2 separate regions of the Mus musculus genome follow, and region 1 is linked to region 2. Evidence: chromatin contacts called from public HiCAR-type data. All regions are on one chromosome and are shown on one strand. The core of a region is the stretch at or near the end of the contact, and the rest is flanking DNA. Distances in the headings are between cores, read along the strand shown. Region 1 overlaps Fam228a (family with sequence similarity 228, member A). Region 2 overlaps Gm46332 (a long non-coding RNA gene).

The links. HiCAR-type assays count read pairs that join an accessible place to other places.
Region 1: a HiCAR-type map of embryonic stem cells shows a contact between it and region 2, with 3 times the contacts expected there. The contact joins two enhancer-like sites. A contact is called at or near these places in 1 of 39 promoter capture datasets (the HPC-7 cell line), 4 of 484 Hi-C or Micro-C datasets (the Ba/F3 cell line, the HPC-7 cell line, pre-B cells and 1 more), 4 of 115 datasets of contacts at active chromatin or transcription factors (embryonic stem cells, extraembryonic endoderm stem cells and regulatory T cells) and 3 of 9 other capture datasets (adipose tissue, liver and pancreatic islet).

What each region holds. Positions count from the first base shown.
Region 1 is chr12:4,717,847-4,724,475 of GRCm38.p6, reverse strand. Fam228a (family with sequence similarity 228, member A) reads left to right here. Exons shown (of 8, transcript NM_029107.3): 7 at 5,758-5,899. Among named protein-coding and RNA genes, the nearest start is that of Fam228a, 17 kb to the left of the region's middle. Within about 2 kb of position 4,390, at least 39 of the 459 cell types and tissues checked have an H3K27ac peak or open chromatin away from gene starts, as enhancers often do. A contact at or near this core is called in embryonic stem cells, where this site is marked.
Region 2 is chr12:4,556,142-4,562,776 of GRCm38.p6, reverse strand. The region is part of intron 1 of Gm46332 (a long non-coding RNA gene); the gene reads left to right. Among named protein-coding and RNA genes, the nearest start is that of Gm46332, 10 kb to the left of the region's middle. Within about 2 kb of position 3,961, at least 88 of the 459 cell types and tissues checked have an H3K27ac peak or open chromatin away from gene starts, as enhancers often do. A contact at or near this core is called in embryonic stem cells, where this site is marked.

The DNA of each region.
Region 1 (6,629 bases), core at 3,141-5,640, 160 kb before region 2:
TACCACAATTTCAGCTGGATCCGTTCTGACTATTTGTTGAAGTCTCATTTTTCCTTTTAGTATCAATTCAGAGACCTTCTCAGTGCAGGTTTTTAGTTTCTTACTCTGTTTATGTGCTAAAAATATCCATTCTAAGATATAATCTTCCTCTGCATGATAATTCCTATAGGGGAATGAGTAGAAGGTAAGATGACTAAGATGCAGGACATCTGTGGATTGATAAGCTCTAGATGTGTATCCTGCAATTTCCTTTCTACCAGAGCTAACTCCTCAGGTTCAGCTGACAATTTCCTGGGGCTATTTAAATCTTTATCACCTTGTAAGGCTTGATATAAATTGCTTAGCTCTTGAGTGGTCAAGCCAATCACAGGCCACAGCCAGTTAGTATTTCCCAGTAGCTTCTGAAAATCATTAAGGGTCCTTAATTGGTTTCTTCTGACTTGAACCTTGTGTGGCCTAACCTTTTGCAGACCTATACTATACTCAATTATACACAATTAATAGAATCTCCTCTTTGTATTTTCTCAGGGGCGATTTGCAATCCCCAGCAAGGCAGGGTTTTTTGTTTTGTTTGTTTGTTTGTTTTTTAACTTCATTAAACATTTTTTTCCCAGGATATTATATCTGGATCAGCCAATAGGATGTCATCCATATAATGATAAATAATGGATTGGTGAAATTGTGAATTATCTCCAATGGCTGTTATACAAAACCTGACACAAAATAGGGCTATTTAATATTCCTTGTGGCAGGACTTTCCAATGATATCTTTTTATTGGGCGACCTCTATTGAAACTAGGTACTGAGAAAGCAAACCTTTCCTTATCATGTTCATGAATTGTGGAAAAAACAGCCTTTTAGATCAATCACTATGATAGGCCATCCCTTAGGCAACAAGGAAGGCAATGGGATTCCCGGCTTCAAGGAACCCATTGGCTGAATAATCTTTTTAATTGCTCTGAGATCTGTCAACATCCTCCTTTGCCAGTTTTTTGTTTGTTTGTTTGTTTGTTTTGTTTTGTTTTAAAATGACAAATACTAGAGAACTCCAAGGGCTGGTAGACTCCTCTATATGCTGAGCCTCCAGCTTCTCCTGGACTAGCTGTTCTAATGCCTGTAGTTTTTCTTTTGTCATAGATCACCAACCAATCCAAATTGGTTGGTCAGTCAACCTCCTTAGTGGTAAGGCTGTTGGTGTATTGGCAGCAGTGGCTCCTAGGGGTAGAGCTAAATTGTTTGGCTCTACTGTATCTTGTTTATGGACAGCCTGGACAATCTGTAACTGCCTTTGATAATGTTCCATAATTAATTTAATTTTTTTATTAGGATCTTGACCAGTTTTGTGGCCAAACACTGAATCTGAGGGGATATTAATTTGTGTTTTCCACTGCTGTAATAGTTCTTTTCCCCATATGTTAATGGCTATATCAGCCTTGTATGGCCTTAATTTTCCTACCTGACCTTCAGGTCCTGTACATCTAAGCCATCTGGTGCTTTGCTTTGTTTGGGATAAAATCCCAACTCCTTAAAATTGGATGTCTATGTCTTGAAGTGGCCAACTTGAAGGCCAAGATTTTAGAGAGATAATGGTCACATCTGTGTCAGTGTCAACCATTCCTTCAATGTCAATATTGTTTACTAGTATTCTTAGTTTTGGCCTCTGATCCTCTATAGAAGTTTGCCAAAATATTTGTTTTTGGCTTCCTTTTAAGTTTTTTTTGAGTTGTCTATAAGACTTGCCTCACCCTTGTTATCTAGTCTCAAAATGTATGTCTCTGAAGCAGTGATGTTTAATTGTTCTGAGGAAGAGAATTCTTTGTGCTGCTATTGGGGCCTGAAAGTAGCCCCCCTGGGAGGGTTTTTGGTTTTTTTTGGTAGGGTGTGTTGCCCCATTTGTCTGTTGTTGCTCTACATTCCCTTGCCAGATGTTGGCCTCTGCCACATCTCTGACATATTCCAGCAGGCATGGCCCCCTTTTGGGATGACTTTGTTTTCCCCGCAGTTATTTCTGAGGTTACCTCACCCACCACAATTAAAGCATTGGGAATCTTGGGTCATCTCTAGTTCTCTAGTGGCAGCTTCTCTTATTACTGTCATCCAGGCGAGCAAGGTCTAACATCAGCTGTATGTCTAATCTACTCATCTATTGATGCTGACTCTGCCCTCAGTGGTCTGATTACTTCCTTGCATTCAGCATTCACATTTTCAAAGGCTAAAGACTCGATTCTTGCCTTTCTTGCTGCTGAATCTGATAAACTCTTTTCCACAGCTGATGTTAGCCTTTGTGAAAAGTCAGGGAAGGTTTCTTGTGGACCTTGCATGACTTGAGTAAATGGTTCAAGTCTTTTCCCTGATTCTGCAACTTTGTCCCAGGCCTTTAAGGCTGACAACCGACACAATGCCAGAGTTTCTTCATCAGATACAGCCTGCACCTCAGCAAAGCAGCCTTCACCAAACAGCTGATCTTCGGAAATCTCTCTACTCCTGGATCTATTTCATGTTATCCTCCTCGCCTCTTCTCCCCACCATGCAAACGATTGTAAATGATGCAGGTTCTAGTATTGCTTTTGCAATATCCTTCCAGTCTTGGGGGATTACTCTATTTTTAATAGACCAAGAAGTCAGAATTTGTTTTACAAATGGAGAATGCATTCCAAAATTAGTGACACTTTCCTTAAATTTCCTCATCTAACACATCCACGAGTTGCCATTCGAATTCCTAATAACCCTGTGGATGATCATCATCTGGAAGTCTTGGTTGTATACTAACCGGATAAGCTAAAGTTTGTTTTCTAATAACCGTTTGTTGGTTTTCTCTAATTTTATCTTCTCTCTGAGAATTTTCCTTAACTGAGATTTTAAAATTCTCCCCTTAAGGTTTGTGTCCATGCTTCATATCTCTCTTTTTGCCGCTCCTCCCATTCTTTGAGTTCCTGTATTCTTTGCTCAAGGTTCTGCCTCCACATTTTAATTTTTTCTTTATTTTGTTATCCATTTTATTTTTGATTGATTAATTTTAAAAGGTTATTCTCCAAGTCTTGCTTCCAATTCTCATTATTTTCTCTCTGCTGCTCAGTCTGATCTGTGAGCTGTTGTCCTTTGTTCTAGCATCTTTTCTAGCTAGAACATTTTCATCTATCTGTCTCTTATTCTGATCTATAATTTCCTGTGTCTTCAACTCTAGTGTTTCCTCTAGGCCAGGTTGCCAAGTCTTAAATTTTTCTTTCTGTTGTTCATTTTGCTCTATAATTACCTGTATCTTCTGTTCTAGGCCCTCCTTCCACAATCTTAGCTTCTCTTTATGTTGTAATTCTGATATGGTGGCATCTGCCTTATGTTGATTTAGTAAATTATCCTCTAGACTTTGCTTCCAAATTTTATCTCTGTCTCCTTGCTGTTCAATTTGATGTGTGAATTGTTGAATCCTTTTTTCTAGTGTCTCTTCCAGCTCCTGTGGCCAACCTTTATTTTCTTCTTTCTGTTGCTTATCTTGACCTATAAAATCCAGAACCTTTAGTTCTAGTGTTCCCTGTAATCTTTTTATCTAGGTCCCTGTCCTTTGAGAAGACATAGTAGATCAAGAGGATAAATAGTTCAATAAATGACAAGGTGTCTATTTCCTTTAAATCCATCCCTGTCAAACCATTTAGAATATCATCCCTTAAAGCCCAAAAGGTATTTACTGTGTTTCTTATCTGTAACTATCGATGTATGATGCTTATTACCTCATCCAGAGCCCTTTGTACCTTTGTCTCCCTCTGTGTTCAATTCAGAGTCTGGCTGTCCATGTCCTTTGTAGATGCCGGGGATACGGGGAAGCAAACACAGAAAGGCTCTCTCAGGCGGGTGTAGATGCCCCAATCAGTTCACTGTGTCTGCCCAAGTCCAGTTCCAGGATGCAGTGCTGCCCCTGGTGGCAGCTGTCTACCTGGGGCTTGGGGAGAGAGCCTCTCTGCAGTTCTCTGTAGGCCCCTCAGACCCAGTCAGCTTTCAATCTACACACTGCTGCAGCCTAGATGGCTGCCCCAGCCTTGTATTAGGGGGGAGGGGGAGGGGCAGTGATCTTTTATCTCAGATTAGTTGAGTTCTAATCGACGCCATTTTGTTTCGGTAAATCTCCAACCTCAGTACTCCCAAGCAAGGAAAATGCAACTCAGTAGTATATTTATAAACTGCACATCCATATTGGGCAGATATGCCTCTACACCACTTTCCTTCCCATCTATGAAATCCCTGCTACTTGCAGTTTCTCCAGGCCATGCGCTTCTGCCCCATCTTCCTTCCAGCTCTCCCCTTCTGTCTTTGCAGACTCCTCAAACTCCTCCTCGGCTCTTCTTGTCTTGCCCGGGAAAACCCGCCTCCTCATTTTCTGCCCAGTGATTGGCTATTTTTCATCTTTCTCAGCCAATCAGATAATTAAGGGAAATTCCTCTACAGTACCGCCCCTCAACAAGCCGACCTAGAGAGTTGGGTGTTGTGGTAATTTCTTACCCTAATAAGCCCGTATAAAGAACATATAATCTAATTATTATATTTATAAGCTATACGTCTAGATCAGGCAGATCTATCACTATATTGATTTATTCCCCAGCTACGAGATCCCTCGTTTGTGTTTTGTCCAGGCCATGTGATTCTGTTCTATCTTCTTTCCTCCTCCTCTTCCTCTGTTCTCTGAGACTCCCTGTCCCACCTTTCCCCTCCACTGCCCGATCATAGGCCCTAGCCTTAATGTGACCGGTCAGAATGGGGGGAAGGGTCAGTGATGTCACCTGAGGGCATGATCTACTCCTGGGGCAGCTCCTCTTGAGGAAGTGGAATTAACATCAAATACAAACAGCAGCAGGGCAACCCACACCAGCAGGGCTGTGTCCTGTTTATCTTGATGTTTTCAGTGGCTAGAGGACAATGAACAAATTCTTATGAGATAGATAAGGGGGTGGGAAAGAGAAGGGTTATCTCCTCAGTAGGGATAGGCCGCGTCTCTCTGAGAGGACAAATCTTCTGGAGGGTGCCTCGTTTAACAAAGGAAAGAACTTGAGAGTGATTCACTAGACTAACCAGGAGCAGTGGATTGCAAAAAGCAGAATCTGTCTCAAGTGAAAAAGTGGAGAAGGCCCCTTATCTAATCATCGAGAAAGCCCAGCAGCTTGAGGACCGCGGCCCCTGTCCTCTCCTCCAGAGACCTTGCTTCTTACTGTCGCTTCTCCTTAACAAACGGCTTAGTTTCTGTTCTCTGCTTTGTGTATGTGCTGCCGGTGAATTGTGCATTCTCCCTAGCTTCCTGGTCTAAGGACCTACAGGCTGCCTGGTGGCATCTCTGTTCAAGCGTGGTCTCAGGATTGATGCGCCTCCTCAGCTGGAGAAAGGCGTGACTCACCTGTGGCACTTGACAGTTTGGAAGGATAAAGTTTGAAATCAAGTAGCTTCAATTGCTTTGGGCCTCTGATAGGGCAGCACAGTGCAGCAGGAGTTTCTGTAGGGTTAGACTGCTCAGGAAACAGGGAGAAAGGGGAAGGAAGAGAACAGAGTTCCACAGTCCCTTCACCCTCAGACTTCAGCAACTCTACTCTAACCTCATCCTTAAGGTCCACAGCATTCCCATGTGAACCGTTAGGGAACATTATCCTTAGCAGAGCAGATGGCCAGGCACCAGCGATGTCTAGCCAGACCTTTCTTTTCACAAAATGAATAGCATATTCATCGAATAACGTTTGAATGGTAGAATTGAGTTGAGATTTTCCCCCCCTCTTTTCTCAGTTCTGAAAAACCTGTCTTTACATTAAAGTCTCATCTGCCTAAGGAAGAGAAGACTGTCAGTCGAAGCCAGCTTGTTTTTGAAAGGCAGTTCAGAGCCTCAAGGCTCAGCCAGGATATCAAAGAGGCTGAAAAGAAGGGTCTGGTAAGCTGAGCTCTGGGAGTGGGGCTGGTTGGGCGAGGTTTGCAATACCCACTGTGCAGGGAGCACCAGTGCCAGTGTGGAGCCTGGCAGAGCCGTCCCTCACAGAAGAGACAGCAGACAAAGTGTGAAGTGAAAAGGTAGAGGTAGCAGGGAGCACTCACTGTGCTGTGAGATGGTGGGGAGCCGGGGAGCTCAGATCCTCTCTCTGAGCAGAGAAGAGACCCAGAAACGCAGCCTATGTGGGTCCCTGAGTCTCACAAGTGCAGATCTCTTTACAGGTGAGGGCCATGACGGCTGGCAGAGCTGGTTCACCAGTAACTTCAGCTCTCCTCCCTCCCCACCATTCGTCCTCTGACATTTTCCTACCGTTCCATACTCAGGACAGTGAAAACCAACCAAACAGTTTGTCCTCAGCCCCGCATGAGGGTGCACATGTGTGATCCTGGCAGGAGGATAAAAACTTCTAGACCAGCATCTGGAGAGACGAATTGGCTGTTCTTTTTGAGGACCCAGGCTGATTCCCAGCACCCGCACAGGGACTAACAACCTTCCAGTTCCAGGAGATCTGATGCCTTCTTCTGGCCTCTCTGCATACTGCATGTGTATAGTACACAGACACACATGCAGGCAAAACACCCATACATATAACATTTTTTAAAATGAAGAAGAATTTGAGCCAGCCTGGACACATAGCAAGACCCTATCTCAAAACACTACCGCCAGCAGCAAC
Region 2 (6,635 bases), core at 2,712-5,211:
TGTGTGTGTATATATATGTATACACATATGTATATATATGTGTGTATATATGTGTGTATATATATATATATATGTGTGTGTGTGTGTGTGTGTGTGTGTGTATATATTTTTTTTTTTCGAGGCAGGGTTTCTCTGTATAGCCCTGGCTGTCCTGGAACTCACTCTGTAGACCAGGCTGGCCTCAAACTCAGAAAACCATCTGCCTCTGCCTCCCGAGTGCTGGGATTAAAGGTGTGCACCACCACATCCGGTCACATCTTATATATTTAGACTAGACAAAATTCTTACTTTTTCTAGCTGTAATTTTAAGGGAGGAGCACCTTGTCACCTGCTGAACCCAATAATCACGGTCACAGAGATTTTTCTAGGAGAAACAGCCATCCTTGCCCTTCCTTACCATAGAAGCAAAGAAGCTGCTGCCCCTTTAAGAGCGGCTTGTGCAGACAATCAGCCCCTAGCAGGGCTTCTCCAGCTGTGCTAGACTCCTAACTACAGGTGCAGGGCTCCAAAGGCCAACCGAGGCTGCTTTTTATTTATTTATTTTTTGAAATGAGTTAAAACCAAATCAAAGGGTGAACAACCAGCAGATAAAGTTTTAATCATTTTTTTTCTTTTGAACATGAAACACAGAACAACATTCAAGCAACAGAGCAAAAACGCAGACATAAACTGACAGACATGGACAAATTGGTGCGCCAAGGACAGACAATCGACAGGGAAGAGAACTAGATGTCCCATCAAAGGGACCAGATATCCTACCTAAGGGACCCAGAAGTACTTCTCCAGTAGGAGCCAGAGAGGAGGCAGGATGTCTCCTGACCTCCTCCTGGCCCCAGGAAAACTCAAACAGCTTACGTTCATTTTCCTTCTCCTTCACCAAAGCATCCCTGAATAGTCAGGGAGGACTGCTTTTCTCAAACCCACTCTCTGTCATATATTTAGTGTAAACTGTTTCTAGTCAGGGCTCAAAGGCTAAAAGCATCTATGAGAATTATTTTTGCTTCTCTAGATTTTAGCATAACTCTAAACACATACACAAAAACACTTTACCATTACATTGCCCCATTCTTGTGGGGTCTATTCACTAATGGCCCAAATCTTCTTTTACTTTCCTTCGAGAGCACTTCTCCCATTGTCCTTCACTGTACCCTGCTTACTGGAGTCCCAAATTGGGTGCCATCTGAACAAGCCAGCTCAGTCAGTTAACAGGTTCTCCAGGGCAGGATCGAGGATTAAAAAGAAAAGAGATGATTAGACAACATTGTAGCATGACCTGAGTTCTGAGGCTGAGATGAGTTTAATTTTTTTCTAGTCCACTTTTATATGATTCTGGGTACATACAAAAAATATGGTCAGTTCTTAAGGCATAAACAAAGTAGTCAATGAACAAACAAAGAATAAATATAGTAGTCAAGGAACAAGCAGGGAAAAAAATCAAAGCAATAAAGTCCCATGGTCACTATGTTTAGAGGTGTATCAGGATGGTCTAGATACAAGAATACATTTCTCAGCTGTATTTGCCTTGAGCCTATTTCATTGTCCCAGCCCGGTATTCCACCAAATTCCTAAAACAGCTCTCCACAGATTTCCAAAGTGGCAGTACAAGGCTGTACTTCCACGAGCAATGGAGGAGTGTTCTCCTTGCTCCACAGCTCATCAGCATGAGCTGCCACCTGTGTATTGAATCTTAGCCATTCCAACAGGTGTAAAATGGAATCTCAAAGTCATTTGGATTTGCTTTCCTTGATGGCTAAGGATGTTGAACATTTCTTTAGGTTCTTCGCCATTTGCGATTCCTCTGTTGAGAACTCTGTTTAGCTCTGTATCCCATTTTTTAATTGAGTTATTTGGTTTGTTTATGTCTAGTTTCTAGAGTTCTTTATATATTTTGAACATCAGCCCTTTACCAGATATGGAGCTGGTGAAAATCTTTTCCCATTCTGCAGGCTGCCATTTCTCCTATTGGTGGTGTCCTTTGCCTTAACCTTACAGAAGCTTTTCAGTTCCATGAGGTTACATTTATTACACATGTGCATATATACAATGACATATATAATGTGTATACTTATAAATAAGATACATGAGAATAACCAGTGAACCAGCTGCAGGTACAAATGCTTTTAGATTAAAAAACTGTTACAAGGAGTCAGGTATGGTAGCAAACACATATAATACTGTGGTAGTTTGAATAGGTATGGCCCCCACAGACTCATGTGTTTGTATGCTTGGCCATAGGGAGTGGCACTATTAGGAGGCATGACCTTATCGAGTAGATGTGGCCTTGTTGGAGGAAGTGTGTCATTGTGGGGGCAGGTTTTGAGGTCTCATATGCTCAAGTTACACCCAGTGTGGCACATAGTCTCCTGCTGCTGCCTACAGATCAGGATGTAGAACTCTAGGCTCCTCCAGCACTGTCTTCCTGCATGCTGCCATGCTTCCTGCATGATGATAACACTAAGCTTCTGAAACTGTAAGCCAGCCCCAATTAATGTTTTCTTTATAAGAGTTGCTGTGCTCATGGGGTGTTTCTTTATAGCAGTGAAACCTAATCTAAGACAAATACCAACACTTCAGAGATGGAAGCTGGAGGGTCAGAGAGTTCAAGGCCATCATGGAATACATGGTATCCAAACCCTTCTAGGCTCCAGGCACCAACTATACAATAAATGATAAAATGAGAACTCACAGAGGAATTGAGCATGTCAGTGTTAAAAACTTGTATATGACAAACCCACGAGGTGTAACTCACTGGAGGAGGGCTCTTCTGGCATGTGTGAAGCCCTGGGTTCAGTCTCCAAAACTACAATGAAAAGATTATAACATCTGAGCCAATAACTCCCACAGTTAAATCATGCTTTTAAAATAAAATACTAAAACCACACTAACGAGGGTATTCTTCATATGTAACAAACCCAGAGGATTCTGCTAGAGACACAGTGAAGAAGGCCCGGCCACTGGCCTGATTCTGTGTGGCTCCCTCTCTGACCTGTTCTCTGAGTTACTCTCTTCCCCTGCTTTATCTTAAATCCTAGGATCACAGATCTGACAGAAATGGAAACCGCCTCCCAAGCAGCAGTGACTTCCGTGGCACTGGCCAGTCCCAGGCTAATAACCAACCAGACCACAGTCTCCCCAGGATTACTAGCTATATAAATCCTCGACTTTGGCGCTCCCTATATATAGCCACAGAGCTGTTGCTTACACCTCAAAGACAGATTTTAGGTCACTAGACTCTTTATTGTCGCTGGTACATCTACACTGAAAATAAACCCTATTCTGCTTTCAACACTGCAGGAACTGATTGACCAGGCCAAACTGTTGGGACCCCTACAACTGTGTCTTTACGGAGGACTCTCCTAACTGGCATGATAGATTTGAAGGAGGCCATCAAGGAAATAGTATCATAGACTTTTATTTTCCTTCAAATGAACTACCAAACTCTGACTTAAACAACATAGTATTAGTTTAGAGAACCAGAAAAAAAAGAAAAAATTCGGATTTGAGATTAACTTAATTCAGGGACTCTGGCTCTCTTTTCCTCCTTACAGTTGTCTTCATCTGTGTGTTCAATCAATCCCCGGCTGCAGCTAGGCCTCATCACTACACAGCATCGAGAAGGGAAACCAGCACTTCCTGAGGTGCTAACTCTTGCTCCCTCTCCCTCCGTTTATGTGTGTGTGTGTGTGTGTGTGTGTCTGTGTGTGCTCGCTCACTTGCGTACAGTGTGCATATAAGCACAGATCAAGGGCTCCCTCCATTTATGTGGTTCCCTTTGCTCTTTGCCATGAAGTGACGGTGCTTCTTCTGTAGTTTGTACCATTGTGTGTTAGCACAGGCCCAGAACAGCAGAGCCAATCAGCAAAGGACTGAAACCTCCAAAACTGAGACAAAGTAACCTTTCCTCTTTCCAAGTTTAGCACATTCCTGAATGCTGACTGGCACGCTCCCAGGAGAAAGGAATGCAACAAGGAGAAATGCTCAGCTACATTTAACCACAGCGGAATGATACACTAAGACATGTAGGGCTGGAGAGATGGCTCTGAGGTTAAGAGCACCGACTGCTCTTCCAGAAGTCCTGACTTCAATTCCTGGCAACCACATGGTGGTGGCTCACAACCATCTTTAATGGGATCTGGTGTCCTCTTCTGGTGTGTCTGAAGAAAGCAATGGTGTGCTCATATAAATAAAATAAATCTTTAAAAAGAAGAAGGAGGAGGAGGAAGGAGGAGGAGGAGGAAGAGGAGGAGGAAGAGGAGGAGAAGGAGAAGAAAAGAGACCTGATTGTAACTGGGTACAGGTGTCCGTAGTTGTATCTACTTGGAAGACTGGGGCTTGAGGCTAGTGAGTTCCAGGCCAGCTTGGGTGCCATAGTGAGACCCCCATCTCCCAAAAAAGTGAAAAAAGAGGTACAAGTTTACATTAAGCAAACTATCAATAATACTGAATTTTGTCAATTATGTGGAGAAATAAAAACTCTTAATGCCCTGCCAGTGGGAGTACTAAAATGAGACAATAACTGGAAAGACAGCATCCGCTAGCTAGTCAAGCAGAAGGTGATGTAACAACGCCACATCCTAGAGAAACTCTCAAAAGAACAAACCAATTCAGTGGGACTGTTTTACTTTGATTGTGCTGGGAATTGCCCCTAGGGCCTTTGCGAATGCTAAGTAAGCACTCTATCACTAAGCTATGTCCCCAGTGACAGTGGCACTAATTATAATAGCATAATATTAGAAGCAGCACCAGGGTCCAGCAGTAGTTGAATGATGGATTACAGCATAGAATGGAATACTATTTAACAGTGAAGCTACAACAGCACCAGCAAATCTCAGGAATATAATGTTGAATGAGAGGAGGCAAGTCACAGAGTACATATTATATTATTTCATCCAAATGAAATGTAAAGGATGTAAAACTATAAATATATAAGATGCTTAAGCCCTAAGAATTCAAAGATAACATAAAATTTAGAATAGTACTTATTTCTCTTCCAATTCCTATTTAGACATATTTACCTTATGTGTAGGCTGCCTGCATGTGTGTGCCTGACCACATCTGTGGCTGGTGCTCTGAGAGCTTGGAAGAAGGTTAGGGATCCCCTGGAAATGAGGTTACAGATGGTTGTGAGCCATCAAAGTGGATGCCAAGAACTTAACCCCACGCCTCCGCAAGGTCAGGAAGTGCTCTTATGACAAGGGCCGGCCTGGGCTTGGAGAGGGGTTCTGAAGTCAAACTGTGGGTCCCAAGCTAGTGGCCAATGCTCTGCTAGAGACAGCTTTCCAGCCTGCTTTCTCTCTGTTCTTTCTTTCTCTCTGCCCTCTCAGGAGATCTCCTGAAAGTTCTCCCTAGGTTCTCCTGGAGACAGTTCTCCAAGCAGTTCTTTTTCTTTTTTTCTTTATTTACATTTCAAATGTTATCCCCTTTCCTAGTTTCCCCTCCCTCTCTTGCTATTCTAAAAAATTCTCAGAATAGCTCCTCTCCTGGAGAACAGAAGCCCAGTCTTGTCTTTTGCACATCAATCCAGTCTTTCACTTGAGGCTTCCTTTTGATTATCCTGTGAATCTGCATCCTGCAGCCCTAAACCTCAATTCTTAGGAACTGCAAGCACACATTTCCTTTTAACATTGCAAAAGAATTCAGAGATCTTCTGCCTCTTATAAGCACAGATGCAGATGGTGGGACCACGCCCCGGAATTACCATTTCTACTACAACGCCTAACCTGGCTCCATCCCAAACTGATCCTGAACTCGGGAATCTGTCTGTCTTTTGTCAGCATAGATTAAAAAAACCTAGCCTGGCAGCGGTGGTGGCGCACGCCTTTAGTCCCAGCACTTGGAAGGCAGAGGCAGGCGGATTTCTGAGTTCGAGGCCAGCCTGGTCTACAGAGTGAGTTCCAGGACAGCCAGGGCTATACAGAGAAACCCAGTCTCAAAAAAACCAAACACCAAAACCAACCAACCAAACAAACAAACAAACCCACCTCTAGGCTGCGTGAGATCTCCTGTGACCACCAAGTCTCCTTGCCTCCTTCCTTAGTATCTTTCTGACAAGCTGGCTCTTAGTGCATCTGCCTCTGTCCCTTTAGATTCATGAAGCCCTTCATATAATTCATATTCATATCACATCCTTATTTTTTTACATAGTTGAGAGATTATATATATATATATATATATATATATATATATATATATATGTATTGAACATACGGTTTTAGAATTCTTTTCCACAGCCTTAAGGGCTGTCCTTGCAGGTCCTAGCCTTTACCATTCTGCTGAGACGTTAGCCACTCCTTCACCTCCCAGATTATCATGGAGTCATTAACATCAACAGGGAAGACATTCCTTAAAGGAGGAATGTAAAATGTGTACATTATATGCAAACAAGCCCTCTGCCCACAGCACCCATCAACACTCTTGGAGGCCCAGGCCTGCTTGCCCCATCGCAGGGGCAGGAGCCTAGTCATTCTGTCCCTACCAAGGCCCTGCCAGATTCGGCGCTCTTAACTGCTGAGCCTTCTCTGCAGACCATGGTAGTTATTTCTTTAAAAACATAAAAAAGAAAGAAAGAAAGAAAAGAATAGAACTATAGATACAGATCTCCCATTTATTTACCTTTTATTATTTACCCTTTGTTA